Linked DNA regions of Mus musculus: all the other regions are linked to region 4. The links are chromatin contacts, called in public Hi-C, promoter capture Hi-C and targeted proximity ligation maps. All regions are on one chromosome and are shown on one strand. The core of a region is the stretch at or near the end of the contact, and the rest is flanking DNA. Distances in the headings are between cores, read along the strand shown.

Region 1 (3,003 bases), core at 268-2,767, 2.1 Mb after region 4:
TCATTTGCTTTGTTAAAAAAAAAAAATCTAACAGCCACTCATTGGTTGATAGTAGCCAATTCTGTAAACGGGTCACCAGTCACTCAGAGGTGTTCTCTATATCCAGTAACCAGTGTAAAACACCCCCAAAACAGTACCCAGCAAGGACAGCCACACAAGCAATCAGAACTACTGCTTGGCAAAACAGCAACAGAAAACAGCCCCACTGAAGCACTCCATCATGTTTTCTACTTAATGGAAATTACAAAGGCACTGGGCCAGATTTCCAAGACAATCTTACGAAAAAGGCTTTTTTTTTTTTCTGGGCACTATGACTGCCAAGAACAAAGACTCATTTCAGAGTCCACCATTTCACCCAGCAGCCCTCAGTTCCACAATCCCCAGATCAGGGCCCTCCCTGGGCCCCAAGCAAAGAAGAGTCTTTCCCTTCTAAGTCCCTCTATCACCACCATTTCTAGCTGCAGGACTGACAGTCACTGAATGTGGAGTGGCACGCTATTGGTAGAGACACCTGGAAAATATGCAGGGAGCGATGAAGGAGCCCTGGTATCCGTGAAGTTTCTTGGCTCAAGGTGGCTAGCCCAAATCTGATTGACAAGGTATAGGCTGGACTCAAGAAATGTGACCCTGATGATAGTCCACTCTACCAGTAACTCAAACACATCTCTGGGAATGTCTTGGCCCACCAAAAAAAAGTGAAAGAACACCCCTAAACGGCTGTGAGGGGAGAAACAAAGCAGAACCAGGCACATGCTGGGACCATACACCTGGAAGGCCCAGAAGTAAGGATGGCTCAGCCATGCTGGACAGTTCAAGTCGGGGTCCAGAAGAAAGGGGAAGAACCCTTACCTATTGCTAACCTGGGGAATGATACAGGCCAGCAAGACAAAGGCCAGAGTCCCTCTAACTCCACTATATCGCAGGGGCAAGTCAGAATACACACAGGCCTCAGTTTCCCAATCCGTACAAGGGGCAAAGAGGCTCTTAATGACACAAAGGCCACAAGGTACTCCTACAGAGGGTGAAGGGTTGCGTGGCGTTAGCGGATAGGTGGGAGGGGGCGGGGCTGAGGCGACCGGCGAGGACAGCCTCCCACCGTCCATCCCTCCCACCCCACTGCAGGGGCGCAGGCCCGCGGGGAGTCACGCGCCCATCGCGCCCAATCGCCGGCTTCGGCCAGGAAACCCATCTCTGAGTTCGCCGGCAACGCCCCCGGCACGGTAGGCCGCTGCCCGCCGCCGCCCGAGACCTTCCCCAGCGGCGCTCACCTACCGGGGCCGCCGCTACCGCGGGCAATCAGCCGCTGCCCGCACTTCCGGGATCCACGAGCCCCGCCTCTACCGGATGTGACTTACTCCCGCGTCCAGCTGAGAACGAGCCGCACTGCCCCTCCGCCGCGCCCCGAGTGTCCTGCCTTGTAGGCCTAGGGGTGGCCACGATACCTGCACTCAGACGCTGGTGGCTTCAGGCGCCACACCCGCGGAAGGCCACTCGGCCCCGCCCGCGCGGGGGAAGGCACCACCCCTAGCCCCGCCCCCGCCGTAGGACTCCGCCCATTGCGAGTACGCCTGCGCAGACTTGCAGGCGTCCCTTCGTTTGCTCTGAATATCCTGAGACAAGCGTGGAACTTCCAAAGGGAGGCTCCAGATGGGCTCTTATTGCACCACGGTATCCCCGGCCTGCTGCGCACACTCCTTTTTATAGTTTGGCCTCAGGACTAGAATGGCTGCGGTCCTGAGTCCCCTTCAGACACTGCTAACAGCTCTGAGCTTTCCTAAAAAATCACCCTTTGTCAGGACCGTAGATTGCTCTTACTCGTCTGTAGATGAGTGTGTAAGCGTCAGACTTGATCCATCCTCACTCGCCCAGAGTGACAAGCCTCAGGAAGGGATGGAAACAAACCAGCCCTGAGAGGTGAACGCCATTCCACTTTGGCTGCAGTGGTTAGATTAGCTTCCAGCCTAAGAAAACCCTGCCACCCTTTGTTATACATTAGAACTTTTGTTGCTAGTGGCAGAGACCAGCACAAATTGGCCTCTTCAAAATGGTAATTGCTGGGTCATACAACGAGAAGTCCAAAGGCCCTAAGTGATACCAGGCTCAGTGTCAGAGGCCTCCACCTTCACTTGACTCTGACTTCTGTCCACCCAAAATGGATCTCACCTCAAAGAGAAGGAGAGAGCCAAGAAAGAGTGACCATGACATGGGACACAGGTTCAGGTTGCCTTAAATAACATGTTCCAATGTAAAAGTGCTTTTGTGAAGTCTGTACAGTAACAGAATAAGGCTACCCCAAGGCATTTTACAAATACATTGCTGGGACCATCAGGCCAGTGGGTAATGAGAAATTAGGGAAAATCTCTGTTTGGGTCTGAGGTGCTATTTGATTACATTTTAGCTTTGGGGTCTGCTGAGTTAGTGCATCCCAAAAGGTTTACCCGATAATCACATTGATATGAGGTAAGGCACAGAAGTGAGCAACATTTATTAAGGAGAATAACAATAATTATCAGTTAATTGGACCCTGTAACATCCCAGCTTTCCACAATCAAGAAGTTCTAATCAGTCAACAGAGTTGCAATTTTATTTATTTATTTATTTATTTATTTTTGAGGGGGGACTTCCATCTTGTAAGTTTCTCTTTTGGGTCATCGAATTTCATCAAGATCTCCCACTTTTTCTATTTCATATTCTAGATCTAAAATGATCATCATTGTCCCCATTGGTCAGAACTCCCTCCCCTTTACTACCTCATGGGGTCCCTGGGTACTCAGGTCTCAAGTCCCCTGTGCTGTCCTAGAACTCTCAAAGTAGTCAAGAGTAAGCTCTCACCTCTACCTGGCAAGTGCACAGTGTTATGCTGTGCTGGAGACACAACCCAGGCCCTGCACACACACACTCTCCCCTACCTCTAGCACAGCTACTACAAAAGGAATCAGGACAGACGACAGCTGTGCCTGCAGGTGACTTGCTTGAGGTGCTACCTTTGGGGGCCACCCAACA
Region 2 (2,700 bases), core at 14-2,513, 2.2 Mb after region 4:
AACCAGGTGATATTAAGGCTATAGATTATATCATCTCTGTTGACAATGGGTAAACTTTTCACTGTAGCATGAGAACTATATGTGTATACAATATCAAAATGTTTAGGCAGAGTGATTTAAGACCCATAATTTACAAAAACAAGCAACTGGTCCACCCTCCTTTCCTCTGAGACTCAGAGCAGGGGTGTGTATGAAGGTAGTTCAGATGGGGTGCAGGGACCAGGGCTTTCTCCATCACCTCACCTTGCCGTGGTCCTTTAGTGGGAACTTAGAATTCCATTTAAGACCTGCCAGAACATTGTGACACCCACTTGAAACCCCTGTACTGGACGGGAAGCAGAGGCAGGAGAATTTGAGGCCTGCCTAGCCTACATAGGAGACCTGTCTAGCCAAACTAAACCAGACCTGAATAAGGCAGTGGAAGGCACAAGCAGAAGTGAAGGAGGAAGGAGAGCAGAGGTGGAGGTGGGGAGTGATGGAGGGAGGCTTCTACTTAAATTATTCTCCCGGAGTGAGGACCTGCTTTGAGAAGCAACAATTACTGCCTTTATCCACACTCCTACTAGGTAGGGAAATAGCACTTTCATTACAGGTTACTTACTCTCTCCCGTTATTTGTTGACTGACTGCCATACTCTAAGGGCTGACAGCTGGAGTCTTTTCAGAAATCTTACTCTTTCACCCCCTGCCTGCAACAACACGCTCTTGCTTCAAATTGCGGCCAGGGTTCGTTCATAGCGCAAGCTTGTTGGAAACATTTCTCAATTTCCAACTGGCCAGACGCTGTCTCCTTTCAACACCCTTGCACTCTTTGGGTCGCAGGAGAATCTCATTATAGCACCGCTGTTTTCCCTTGTACTCCTAGAAAGGACATTCTATCTTCAACGGTTTTGGTGTTTACATAGGCTCCAGGTAAGCCTTTTGCACGACAGTGGCATGGGGTGTTTTTAAAAAAAACACATGCAGTAGAAAAGAGAATGGTGGGCGCAGGGCCGATCCTCCAACTACTCGGCCACACCGGGCCACTAACGACCTACGCCATGACGCCGGGGATGGAGAGAGTTCAGCTGGAGAAGTGTTCTGGTCTCTCTGCCGTCGTTTAAAACCCCATCCTCCCCCTAGACCACTGTAGGTGGTTGACGGCTGGCGCTGTTCTGTGCATGGGCGCGGCCGGTGGGGTAACCATAGAGTAGCACCGGCAGGCAGAGCGGCCAGAAGACCGGGCGGCTCGGTGCCGCGCTTCCGGCAGCGCCGCATTGCTCCGGGCGCTGCAGTGTACGCAGTTTCCATGGGGACTGAACATGGCGCCGCGAGGTGAGACTCTGGAGGTGTGTGTCTCTGCCCCTTATCCCACGGGTACCTGCCAGCCCCCTCCACCTCTCTGTCTCCAGAGCTCGACCTAATCCTCCATTTCTAAAAGTCGGGGTCTTACTCTTCACTTGTCTAAATCGGGCTTGGGTTGTTCTGATCACCCCGAGTGCCTGCATGGGTACTCGAATACCGTACTCTTAAAAATCCCCGGCTGGCCCTATTCTGGGATGGCTCAGTTATGAATCCTCCCGCCTTGGACAGAATTAGTTTCTGTGCCTCAATTTCCCCCTCAGAAGTGACAGGGTTGAATATTTGAGGTGCCTCTCAGCTGTGATTATAGCTGAATTGTCAGAGAAGTAGATGTCAAAGTGATTCCTGAGAAAGGAGATTGAAGGCAGTTCCTGCCACACCAACACTCACGTCATTAGCAATCAGAAGTTTCTCCCTCATTCACAATAATCTTGTGATTTCTCCGGATTACAAAGAACCTTCACACAGAACAGAGTAGAGCTCTAGCTGCCCTGCCCATTCTTTGTTTTGCTTTCTTTCAGATAAAAGATTGTCCTCAACCCCCCTGGAAGTCCTGTTCTTTCTGAATGGGTGGTACTATGCTACCTATTTCCTGCTGGAGCTCCTTATTTTCCTGTACAAAGGTAAGCCTGGGCCTATCTGCCTCTGCCCCAGCAACCCTTTTCCACTTTAGCATACTCCAAGAACCTTCTATCTTCTGGTCCTAGCGGCATCTCCATTGCAAGGCAGAAGTCTCTCCAACTAATGGCTTTAGAATGATCAAATAGGATGTCTTTCAGCAAGACTTGAGTTTGAGAAATGTGGGTTTCTCCATCCCAACTCTTTCCCCATCTCTCTTTACTAAAATATTCAGATCTGTGTACCATTATAATTCAGTCATTTGGCAGAGTCAGGACTTGGAAACTTAAAGCCTGTAGCTGTAACAATCTATACCTTGCTGATTTGTGAGATGTTAAGACTGGTTGGTATCCTTGTCCCGGGTTTGTGGCCGTCCATCCTTGTGGGGCCGTGGGGCTGACCGTTAGCTAGGTGGTGTGTGCATACTCTGGCTTTCCCTCCTGTAGGGCTCCTGTTGCCGTACCCAACAGCCAACTTAGTCCTGGATGTGGTGATGCTGCTGCTCTATCTTGGCATTGAAGTCATACGATTGTTTTTCGGTGAGTGTTGTTCAGAAAATATTTCCATTGCTTATGAGACATGCTGGAGCCTGTAACTTGATTAACAAGACAAAGAACCTAGGCTCACTATCAGAGTGGATCTGGTAATGTATATACCATTGCTTCTTCCCTGAGGCTTCAAGCTGCCGCTTCATATTCTAGGTCAAGGTTTACCTGTGTGTTTGTGAGTGAGGCTAGAAGCG
Region 3 (2,700 bases), core at 2-2,501, 2.3 Mb after region 4:
GAGGGGACCAAGCAGGGGGAGGGACCAACATGCTCGAGCCACAAGTTGAGAGAACAGCAAAGTAACAAGCATCGAAATTATCTCCGCAGTACTACAACAAATGTAATTTTCATTTTTAATTATGGTTAGTCATTCAACTTTGAAATGACTTGGGGAAAGAATTCCACAGGCTGATTCACCATACTATTACACTTGGGTTTTTATTTGCTCTTAAAGCAAGCCCTTTAAAATTGAAGCCTGGAGGTTCAAATTAACCTAAAGAGGAATGGTCAGTCGTCTTCAAAGCCACCGCTAGGGGGAAACGCTTCGATATTACAGGGAATTATTTTGAGCTGAGAGAGAAACCACTGCCAGTAGATTGATGGAAGAAACCCCAAAACTGCTGCTAATTCCTCTCACCTGATTGAACTCTTCATCAGCGTATATATCAATCAAATCCACTCCTTCTGACATGGCTCCGGAAATACGCTCTCGAGCCCGGAGAACCGACAAAGTAAGAAAGATGCCACTACGGTATTCAGAAAAGGGTAAAAAATTTTAAGGCACAAGGGTCCCAGGCTGGGAGGAGGGCAAGGGTCAACAAGCTCTAGTCTCCCAAGACGCAGCATCCCGGCGGCCGGGAGCCTGGCCCCACCCGCTCTGCCCCGCCCCCAGCCTCGCGCCGCCCCCAGCTCTCCCAGGCCGCTCGGGCTCGCGGAGCTCGCTGCCCATCACCCGCGGGCCCGACCCGAGGTGCTCCGAGTCGGCGCCCGTAGTTGCCTATGGCGCCACCGCCAAGTCCGGGCCTCGACTCCTGAGAGGGCCCTCAGGCCGCGCTGTGAACCACCGCGGCGAACGCCGCAAGCTCAGCCCGTCGCACCTGCTAGGCCCAGGGGGCGTCCCAAGCCGGAGCCCCCGCGGGCCCGGAAGCTCCCGCCGCCTCCACACCAACGGGGCCCTGTCCTCGCCCTAGGCTAGGCCTGCCCTGCTCCCTCCCACAGCTCCAGGACCTCAGCCCCTCCCTCAGAGGCCCGCGCTTCCCTCCACCCGCTGTCTTCCGCCGCCGCCACCCCAACCGACCCCCTCCCTTCCGCGGCGCCGGCCCCCGCCCTCCTTCCGGCCCCGCCGGCCCCGGGCCGCGCGCCCCCGTTACCGGGAATATGGCGGCGGCCGCGGAGAGTCCCGACTAGGCCCGAAGCGCGCGAACCGCTCTCCGCCCCAGGTCCCGCCCCCCCCCCACCGGCGGCGTCACACGCACCGCTACTTCCGCCATACGCTCGGTTGCGCCTTCCGGCTTGGGGTCCACCTCCGCTGAAGTCCTCAGATCGACCGCCCGGAATTCCCGGAAGTGGCCCGGTTGCCAGCTTACTGTGCTATAAGAGAGAGATGGCGGTGGTCACCTTGATCCCGACGCTGGCGCGGGTGAGAGAGCCGGGTTCGGGGCGGGCTGCAGCTAAGACTGTTTCGTCCTCCTCTGTGCCGTGGAGACTGTAGGGAGAGTTCACCTACCCCACAGACCAGGGAATGGTCCCCTCAAGGCGAGGCGCAGGCTGGAGCCGATCATGCAGGGAATTTTCCATTCTTTCCTGAGCCCACGGTGTGCTCGAGTGAGAATACTGGGTAATATGTGGTTAGGTGGCCAGTCACCGTGTGAGACTCAACGCATACCAGGAACAGTTACCGAACCTCCCCCGAAAGCCTCCTAGCTTTTCTTGAGCTTCTTCCCCCGTCTCCCTTTTAAAAGCCGGTTTTAATTTGTTACTCAGGCTGGCCTCAAATTCGTAATTCTCCTGTCTCATCTTGGTTTTAAATGTTTGAGAATTTTCCGTTTTTATTCCAGTAGTGTTGAAAGCTAGTTGGTATGGTTTATCTTAAACTTATCAAGACATGTTTTTTGACAACTTGTGATCTCCTGGGCATAATTATCTGTACATTTGAGAGGAATGTATGATCTCTTGTGTGGAATGCCTGTATATCTCAGTTAAATATTCTTAAATTAGTATTGTTCTGGTTGTCTAGTATTGATTCCGACATCTATATATTCTATTCCTTATTAAAATGTGGCATTAAAATCTGTTGTGTTCCCCCACCAGTTCTGTCAAGTGTCTCTTCCATATATTTGAGTGCTCTATTAGATCCACATATATTTATGATTATTATACTTTACTGCTAACTCCTTAATACTATGTAATATTCTTTATATCACATATGACAATTTTGTTGTTTGTGCTAAGCACCAAACCCAGAGCCTTGCCTGCTAGGCAATCGCATTTTCTTTTCTTATTCTTTTTTTTAGACTAAAAAAGTATGTACATGTGTTTATCTGCCTTTGTGAGTTTATGCATACTATGTGTGTAGGTGCCCATGAAGGCCAGAGGAGGGTGTTTTAAGTGTGTCGGTGTTTCTGCAATGCTGTAGTTTTGTTAACACTCTTTTAAGTTGTTCAGTGTTCCCTCCTCCTTCCTTGCTACCCTGTTTTTTAGGTACTAAAACTCCTCAGCTTCATAGTAGTTCTGATCTAGCCTCTCAAGTGCGTGGATTACAGTCATGAGGCACCATGACCAGCTGGTTGCTCTGCTCTCTTATTCTCAGTGGCTACTGGACTTCTTAGAGTATGCTGGTTAGTGTTGCAAGTTGTTCAAAACAGAAACCAACCAGTCCCTTCGGCAATGCCAACCCCCATGTTCTAGAACATTAACCATACATTCAACTCTTCCTCGA
Region 4 (2,956 bases), core at 32-2,531:
GTCATTCATTTTACTAAAACCTTTTTTAAGAGGCTCGCTTTTTGTATTACTTTAAGCAGCCATTGGATGTCAGTGCTGTTCCAAACGTGCTCATTGCAAACAGCGCTAGAAAATTCATTCCTACTGATACCGTCGGGTTTTAGAACTGAAAAGGACACTAATCCTTTGAAAGCGCAAAACTCGGTAGACTATAAAACATTTGCCTTATCTGTGTGGCAAATGAGCCAGATGCTGGGAGGAAAAGAAGAAAGAAAAATGAACTTCTTTAAAAGTCTAAAATTTAATGGCTAATATAAAATTCTGAATCAGATTTCCAAACTTTGTATCTTTCCATACTGTTGTGTAGATTTTAACTTAAGACGTTTGCATCTTCGAAGTGTAAGGAGTCTCCTTGAAAGTCGTTTCCTGGTTGCAATGTGTAAAAGGCAACCCAAGGAATGCAAACAATGTTTAAGAGGGAAAGAAATGCATACAAACGTATAAGAGGCTGCATTACCACCAGTTGCGGTTTGAACGATTGGAAAGCCCCCTTTCCCCATCAGGAAGGTACTTAGCTGTAAACGCTAGTCAGAGCTGCTATTATGACTGTGTTTCCTGTGCCGCAGAAACATCTACAGACCGCAAAGGCATTCAGCCTCGGGGTGGAGAACGTGAGCGACAGCTAACTTATCCACAAAAAAATCAGTGAGTCACGCTAACCGGCTCTCCAGCTCCAGCACCACAGCCAACGGCAATTCCGTGGCGCCCCATCCCTACCAGGAAACAACTTTACACTTCGTCCTACACGTTTTATTAAAATTAAGTTGACAGACGCAGAACGAGTCCCTAACCTCCTGGGCTTCACAAGTGAGAGGCTCAACACAAGATGGAGGAATAAAAAGGAGCGTAGCTAACAGGTCGCAGAGGAGGCGTCAAATGACCAGACCGAAGTAAGTAAAGACTATGACGAGGGCACTTCGGAGCACTTACACAAAAAAAGATTAAAAGAAGTAGGATTCTCTCCCAGGGACCCCTAGCCTGTAATTGGCTCAATATTTTTGCCAGTTGTACGCAGGCGTCGCGACCTAACCCGGAAGCAATGCCTCGCTAAAACGTAATCTCAGACCTCAGATAGACGCTCCCAGCCTTCCCTCTGCCTCTAGTTTCCCATGATTTCTCTGGAAGCGCAGAGTAAATAGGACTACGTCTCCCAGAGTGCCCTCGGCGAAGTTGGCCCTGCGCGTGCGCCTCACGACTATCCCGCGCTGTCCCCTCGGCCCCGCCTCTATCCTATCGCCGCCATTTTTTCAGAGACTTTCATCCGGCAACGGACAGGGCCTTTTTTTTCTTAAAGGAGAAGCTGCAACTCAAATAATTTACCACTTCTCCCCTCGAGAGCTGGCGGCGCTGGGGACAGAAAGGCCAGAGCAGGAAGGTGGGGGTCTGGGTGGAGGCGGGATAACGTCCAGGCTACTTCTTAGGCTAGTAAGAACCCTTGAGGGGACAGCGGCGCCTCCGGGAGGCAGGTGCGCGCGCAGCCGGCAGGGGGGTGCGCGCGCGGCTGAGAACGGTGCGTTTTGTCCTCGCCTCCGCCCTCGCCAGCCCTGCCCCTCCCACCGCCCCTAGCTTGAGCCGAACTCCAAAGTGGGGGGGGAGAAAGGTCACTTTGGGATTGTCGCGAGACGCAGCCGTTTAACGGTGAGAACGGGCGCGCGGGCAAGGAAACCTCGCGCTCTCCCTCGGAGCCGTTTCCTGATTGGTTGGAGGAAGGGGTGGGGGAGGGCACCGAGTGCGCTGCTGCGTGTGAGACCGCGAGGGGCCGGGCCAGGGGGGCCGATCCTCCCCTCCGATTGGCCCGCTGCGTGTCCGTCCGGGTGCGCGCGTGCGCGCCGCCGGCGGTCGCTGGCTTGAGTGGCAGGGGGCGGGTGGGGGGGGGCGCCCTCGGAACGGGCGGAGGGGCGGGGGGGAGAGAGGCGCTCCGGAGTGAGGGAGCCGGACGCTCCGGGAGCCGAGGGGGGCGGGGGGAGCTGCGCCGCGGGCGCCGCCGCCTCCACCGCCTGGGACGCAGGGGTGGGGGACGGACGAGCCCCGATGCCGGGGGAGACGGAGGAGCCGCGATCCCCGGAGCAGCAGGACCAGGAAGGGGGCCCAGCAGCGGCGGCCGACGCGGCTTCGGAGGAGCTCCGGCCCGGCGCGGCGGCGGCGCCGGCGGCGCCTGCAGAGACCGCGAGCAGCCGCGTGCTGAGGGGAGGTCGGGACCGCGGCCGGACCGCTGCGGCCGCCGCCGCCGCCGCTGCCGCTGTGTCCCGCCGGAGAAAGGCCGAGTATCCCCGCCGGCGGAGGAGCAGCCCCAGCAACAGGCCTCCCGACGGCCCAGGGCATCAGCCCGCGGCCGCGAAGCCCCCGTCTCCTGCTCAGGGCAAGAAGAGTCCGCGACTCCAGTGAGTAACAGTCTTTGAAGCGTTGGGGAAGACCCCCCTCTAGTTCTCTCTCCCCTCCCGGCTCCCGTAGCGCCCGCTCCACGTGACACCCTGCTTGCTCTGCCCCCTGCCGGCTCGGCACGCCAGATGTCACGCCGCTGGCGGCCGGGCTCCGGCTGCTTCACTGCCTGTGGCCGCCAGCCCACGCCCGAAGTCGCCCAGTGCAGGCTGCACGCCCTCTGCCTCCCGCCTGCTCGGTCCTCACTCTGGCTTCTGCACCCCCTTTGTCAGCCTATCGCTTCCAGTGTTACATCACATCCCCGTTAGGAAATCAGCCGCACCATACTAGCCCTGAAGAGTGTTTTTACCTGTTCTTAACTTAGCATTCGAGCCACTTAGAAAGTAGCCTTCCTCGCCCTTCTAAATAGTCTGGTCGTCAGAGGAAAACACCGTTGTGCAAATTACAAGTATTTTCTACAACTAAACTAGATGTGTAGTTCTTTTTACTAGTATATAAACTTTTTCTTTATGCGGATATTTTAACGTAGGTACTTATT
Region 5 (2,936 bases), core at 356-2,855, 2.6 Mb after region 4:
GCCTCTGCCTTCTGAATGCTGGGATTAAAGTCATGCACCACCATCGCCTGGCCACACCTGGATTTTAAAAAGTAATGTGGGTTCTAGGATCCAACTCAGGCTATCAGGCTTGCACACCAAACCCTTTGCCCATGAGCCATCTCCTAGCTCTACATCACATCTTAAAAGTAGGGACGTGGCAGGCTTTGTGGTAGAACATTTGCCTAGCATGCATGAAGTCTTAAGTGTGATCCCCAACACTGGGAAATAAAACAAACAACAATAACAACAAAGAATGGCAGCAGCCACTTTCAGTGAGATAAGAGCAGCTAAGAGTCAGAGGATAATGGCTCTTAGGGGTTTCTAGCTAATGATCACTATGTAAGTCATGGATCTGTCTGGGGGAAGACACCTAAAGAAAAACGCTTGCCCACAATTCCCACTGCTTTTGGATCTGTGTCCAGACTCTAAGCCGTTAATTTGTACAGGAAGCCGGAGCCTACACTAGTACAGACAGCTCAAATTCTAATGTAGGAGTACTGCTTTTCATTGCCTTAGGGGGGAGCCACGGGGATCTCCTGGCAGAAGACAATTGGGATAATTCTGGCCCTACTGAATCCTCAGTCTGAGTTAAGTAGTTATAACACTGTTTGTGTCACAGGGCTGATGCATGATTGGAGAAAGATGAATGTTGACACATCTAGTTTACTGCCCGGCACAGAGTAACTGCTCAATAGGTATTTGTTTCCTTCCTAAAGTTGCAGAGAAGACGATGAGATAATCCCTGTGAAAGGGCTATAAACGTAAAGTTCTGTACAAATGTTAACTTCCATTGTCACTTTCTTGCCAATGTTTCTAAAGTCCAGAACATAACAACTCCAGAGAAGTAGACTGAGCCCATTGTTCTAGGAGACACAGGAATTCAATTCAGTAAACAATTATGTCCCCCTTCCCCCCTAAAAGAGCCAAGGACAATCGCTGCCATTTATGGAACCTCCAAATGCAGGCCCAGTGTTGGGCAACAGGAATACAAAGACGAATAGACATCATCCCAGAACTAGATGCACGTCAGATGGTGGTCACTAGGAGGCGTGGCAGATTAAAAAAAAGAAGTCCAGGAAACGTGGCAAGAGGTGTGTACAGACTGAGAGCTCCCAGAAGACAAGACAAGTACCTATGAGAGTTACAAGTGTTTTACCAGGAAATGGTATTTATACAAGGGCCTTGCGGGATAAGTAAGATTTCAGCAAGGGAATCCTTCCAGATAGAGATAACTGATCATAAGAAAGAAAAATAAAAACGCGAAGGTTTTCAAAGTGCACCCTGTGACCTTCAGAATTATAGTCAACAACATCATAAGCACATTGTGATGGAAACCTCAGCCTGAGGAATACACGGTAAGGGGCTTGCTTTCCCGTCCCTAACTCAAACTAGAGTTTCAGCGGCGTCCCACCCACCGGGCACTCCATACTGAGGCCTCCGCGGAAGAACGCGGTGAGGACCGGGCACACAAGAGCCCTAGGTCCTGGCCACAGCACTGTCCGTTAACTCCCATCATCTCACCATTTTGCCCCGCACAGGATAAACCACCGATCCGCCACCGGAAGAACACGTCGGCAGGAGCAAGCGCACTGAGCAACAGGAAAAGGATGTGGTCCCTTGCGCGTGGCATTGTGGGACTTGTAGTCCCATGTTCTCAGGAGTAACGGGAACTAGGACTATGCGGACCTGCTGTGAGTAGCATGGAGTCGGACTGTGGGAAAGGGTGGTGTGAAGTTTAGGTTTTAATTCATTTTTTCCCCAGAAAGAACGCCCACTATGAAAGCTGCTATCGGACCTGGTGGGGCATACACTACATTTCCCAGGAGGCTGTTCGCGCCTGGCAGATCACGTGACGAGAGCGCGGGCTTTGGAAGGCGGCGAAGCTGGGAACGATACTGAAAGAACGGGCTCGGGACTGTCCAGAGAACGCTGTGGACTCCAAACCACTGCTAGCTGCTTAAGGCTCGTGCACTCGAGACGGGGTGAGGTCTCGCGGAAGCGTCTCTGAAAGCGGCAGAGCCGCGGGAACAGCACCGGGCAGCCCGGGCTTGGGCCATTCGCTCTGCTCCGAACATTCCTCTTCGCCGGTAGGAAGAAGGTAGTACCCTCCTTCCAGTGAGGACTCAGAGACCAGAGCGTGTTCATCCTAGGGCCCTTGTGAGGAGTATGGAGCGGGGAAGTTCTGTGCCTTTAATAAGGAAATGGGTTCATGTTCTGCTGACATCCAGAGACAGTGCTTTCTTGTATTTCTGACTGAGGCAGGTGTTGGAAAAGCCCCAAGGACATTTCTGGTGAAGGGAAGTCTGGAAGACTCCGTAGAACAGTGGGGCCCAGTTAATACGGTGATTAATCAGTAGGCCTCTGGGGAGTGGGGAGCAGGGGAACTAGGTGTGTTTTTATCCTGCCTGCAGCCATTTCATTTAAGGCTTTGCTATCTGGAAGGTCCTGTGGAGGCGGGACTGAGACTATCAGGACAGAACAGGTTTCCCTCTGTGTGACATGATGGGTGGTAATAGCCTGTATTCATTCTAGCAACGTAGTAAGTGAGGTGTGAACCATATGGTTGACTAGGGAACATGGCACGGCATCTGGTGATGTGTGTATTCCATCTGGGTTTTTGGTTGACCGGTTCTGCAAGGCAGAAATGGTTATTCATTCTTATTTAACAACTCAGAAGTGACTTGTGTTACACAATCTTGAAGATGTAGAGCACTTGCTAGCAGGAGTGAGGGCTCTAGCTCAGTCCCCATTGTTATACCCACACACAGAATACCAGATTCAAGGATGAGTTTTTTATTTGATTTCTGGTCTGAGGATTCAACATGGGACTCCATGCATGCTAGGCAAGCCACTGTACCAGGGAGAGCTACAGTCTTTAGCCTTAAGACTGAGTTTTTGCTGCTTGTATTCTTAGA

The links. Promoter capture Hi-C pulls out the DNA fragments that hold promoters and counts their contacts. Hi-C and Micro-C count contacts between places; a contact is called where the count stands out from the background. Capture Hi-C pulls out chosen DNA fragments and counts their contacts.
Region 1: a contact with region 4 is called in a promoter capture Hi-C map of pre-B cells, with 2.5 times the contacts expected there. A contact is called at or near these places in 5 of 39 promoter capture datasets (the C10 cell line, hippocampal neurons, liver and 1 more), 3 of 484 Hi-C or Micro-C datasets (B cells, muscle stem cells and uterus) and 1 of 9 other capture datasets (adipose tissue).
Region 2: a contact with region 4 is called in a targeted proximity ligation map of thymic regulatory T cells, with 9 times the contacts expected there. A contact is called at or near these places in 3 of 39 promoter capture datasets (the C10 cell line, liver and neutrophils), 2 of 130 datasets of targeted methods (astrocytes and thymic regulatory T cells) and 1 of 9 other capture datasets (adipose tissue).
Region 3: a Hi-C map of B cells shows a contact between it and region 4, with 7 read pairs. A contact is called at or near these places in 1 of 484 Hi-C or Micro-C datasets (B cells), 1 of 130 datasets of targeted methods (thymic regulatory T cells) and 1 of 9 other capture datasets (liver).
Region 5: a contact with region 4 is called in a promoter capture Hi-C map of liver, with 4 times the contacts expected there. A contact is called at or near these places in 2 of 39 promoter capture datasets (cranial neural crest and hippocampal neurons), 1 of 130 datasets of targeted methods (regulatory T cell precursor) and 2 of 9 other capture datasets (adipose tissue and liver).

The regions. Positions count from the first base shown.
Region 1 is chr19:10,687,249-10,690,251 of GRCm38.p6, reverse strand. It overlaps Vps37c (vacuolar protein sorting 37C), which reads right to left and starts at 1,517. Exons shown (of 5, transcript NM_181403.3): 1 at 1,273-1,517.
Region 2 is chr19:10,554,326-10,557,025 of GRCm38.p6, reverse strand. Tmem216 (transmembrane protein 216) reads left to right here and starts at 1,263. Exons shown (of 5, transcript NM_001277860.1): 1 at 1,263-1,313; 2 at 1,862-1,963; 3 at 2,405-2,497. The coding sequence starts at 1,301.
Region 3 is chr19:10,523,760-10,526,459 of GRCm38.p6, reverse strand. It overlaps Sdhaf2 (succinate dehydrogenase complex assembly factor 2), which reads left to right and starts at 1,251. Exons shown (of 4, transcript NM_025333.4): 1 at 1,251-1,401. The coding sequence starts at 1,366. It overlaps Cpsf7 (cleavage and polyadenylation specific factor 7), which reads right to left and starts at 1,216. Exons shown (of 10, transcript NM_172302.3): 1 at 1,133-1,216; 2 at 400-508. The coding sequence starts at 453.
Region 4 is chr19:12,794,448-12,797,403 of GRCm38.p6, reverse strand. Zfp91 (zinc finger protein 91) reads left to right here and starts at 1,281. Exons shown (of 11, transcript NM_053009.3): 1 at 1,281-2,420. The coding sequence starts at 2,071. Gm44505 (predicted readthrough transcript (NMD candidate), 44505) reads left to right here and starts at 1,281. Exons shown (of 13, transcript NR_024093.1): 1 at 1,281-2,420. It also overlaps a transcript of Lpxn not described here.
Region 5 is chr19:10,202,871-10,205,806 of GRCm38.p6, reverse strand. It overlaps Tmem258 (transmembrane protein 258), which reads right to left and starts at 1,605. Exons shown (of 4, transcript NM_026919.1): 1 at 1,543-1,605. The coding sequence starts at 1,545. It overlaps Fen1 (flap structure specific endonuclease 1), which reads left to right and starts at 1,414. Exons shown (of 3, transcript NM_007999.6): 1 at 1,414-1,712; 2 at 1,788-2,119.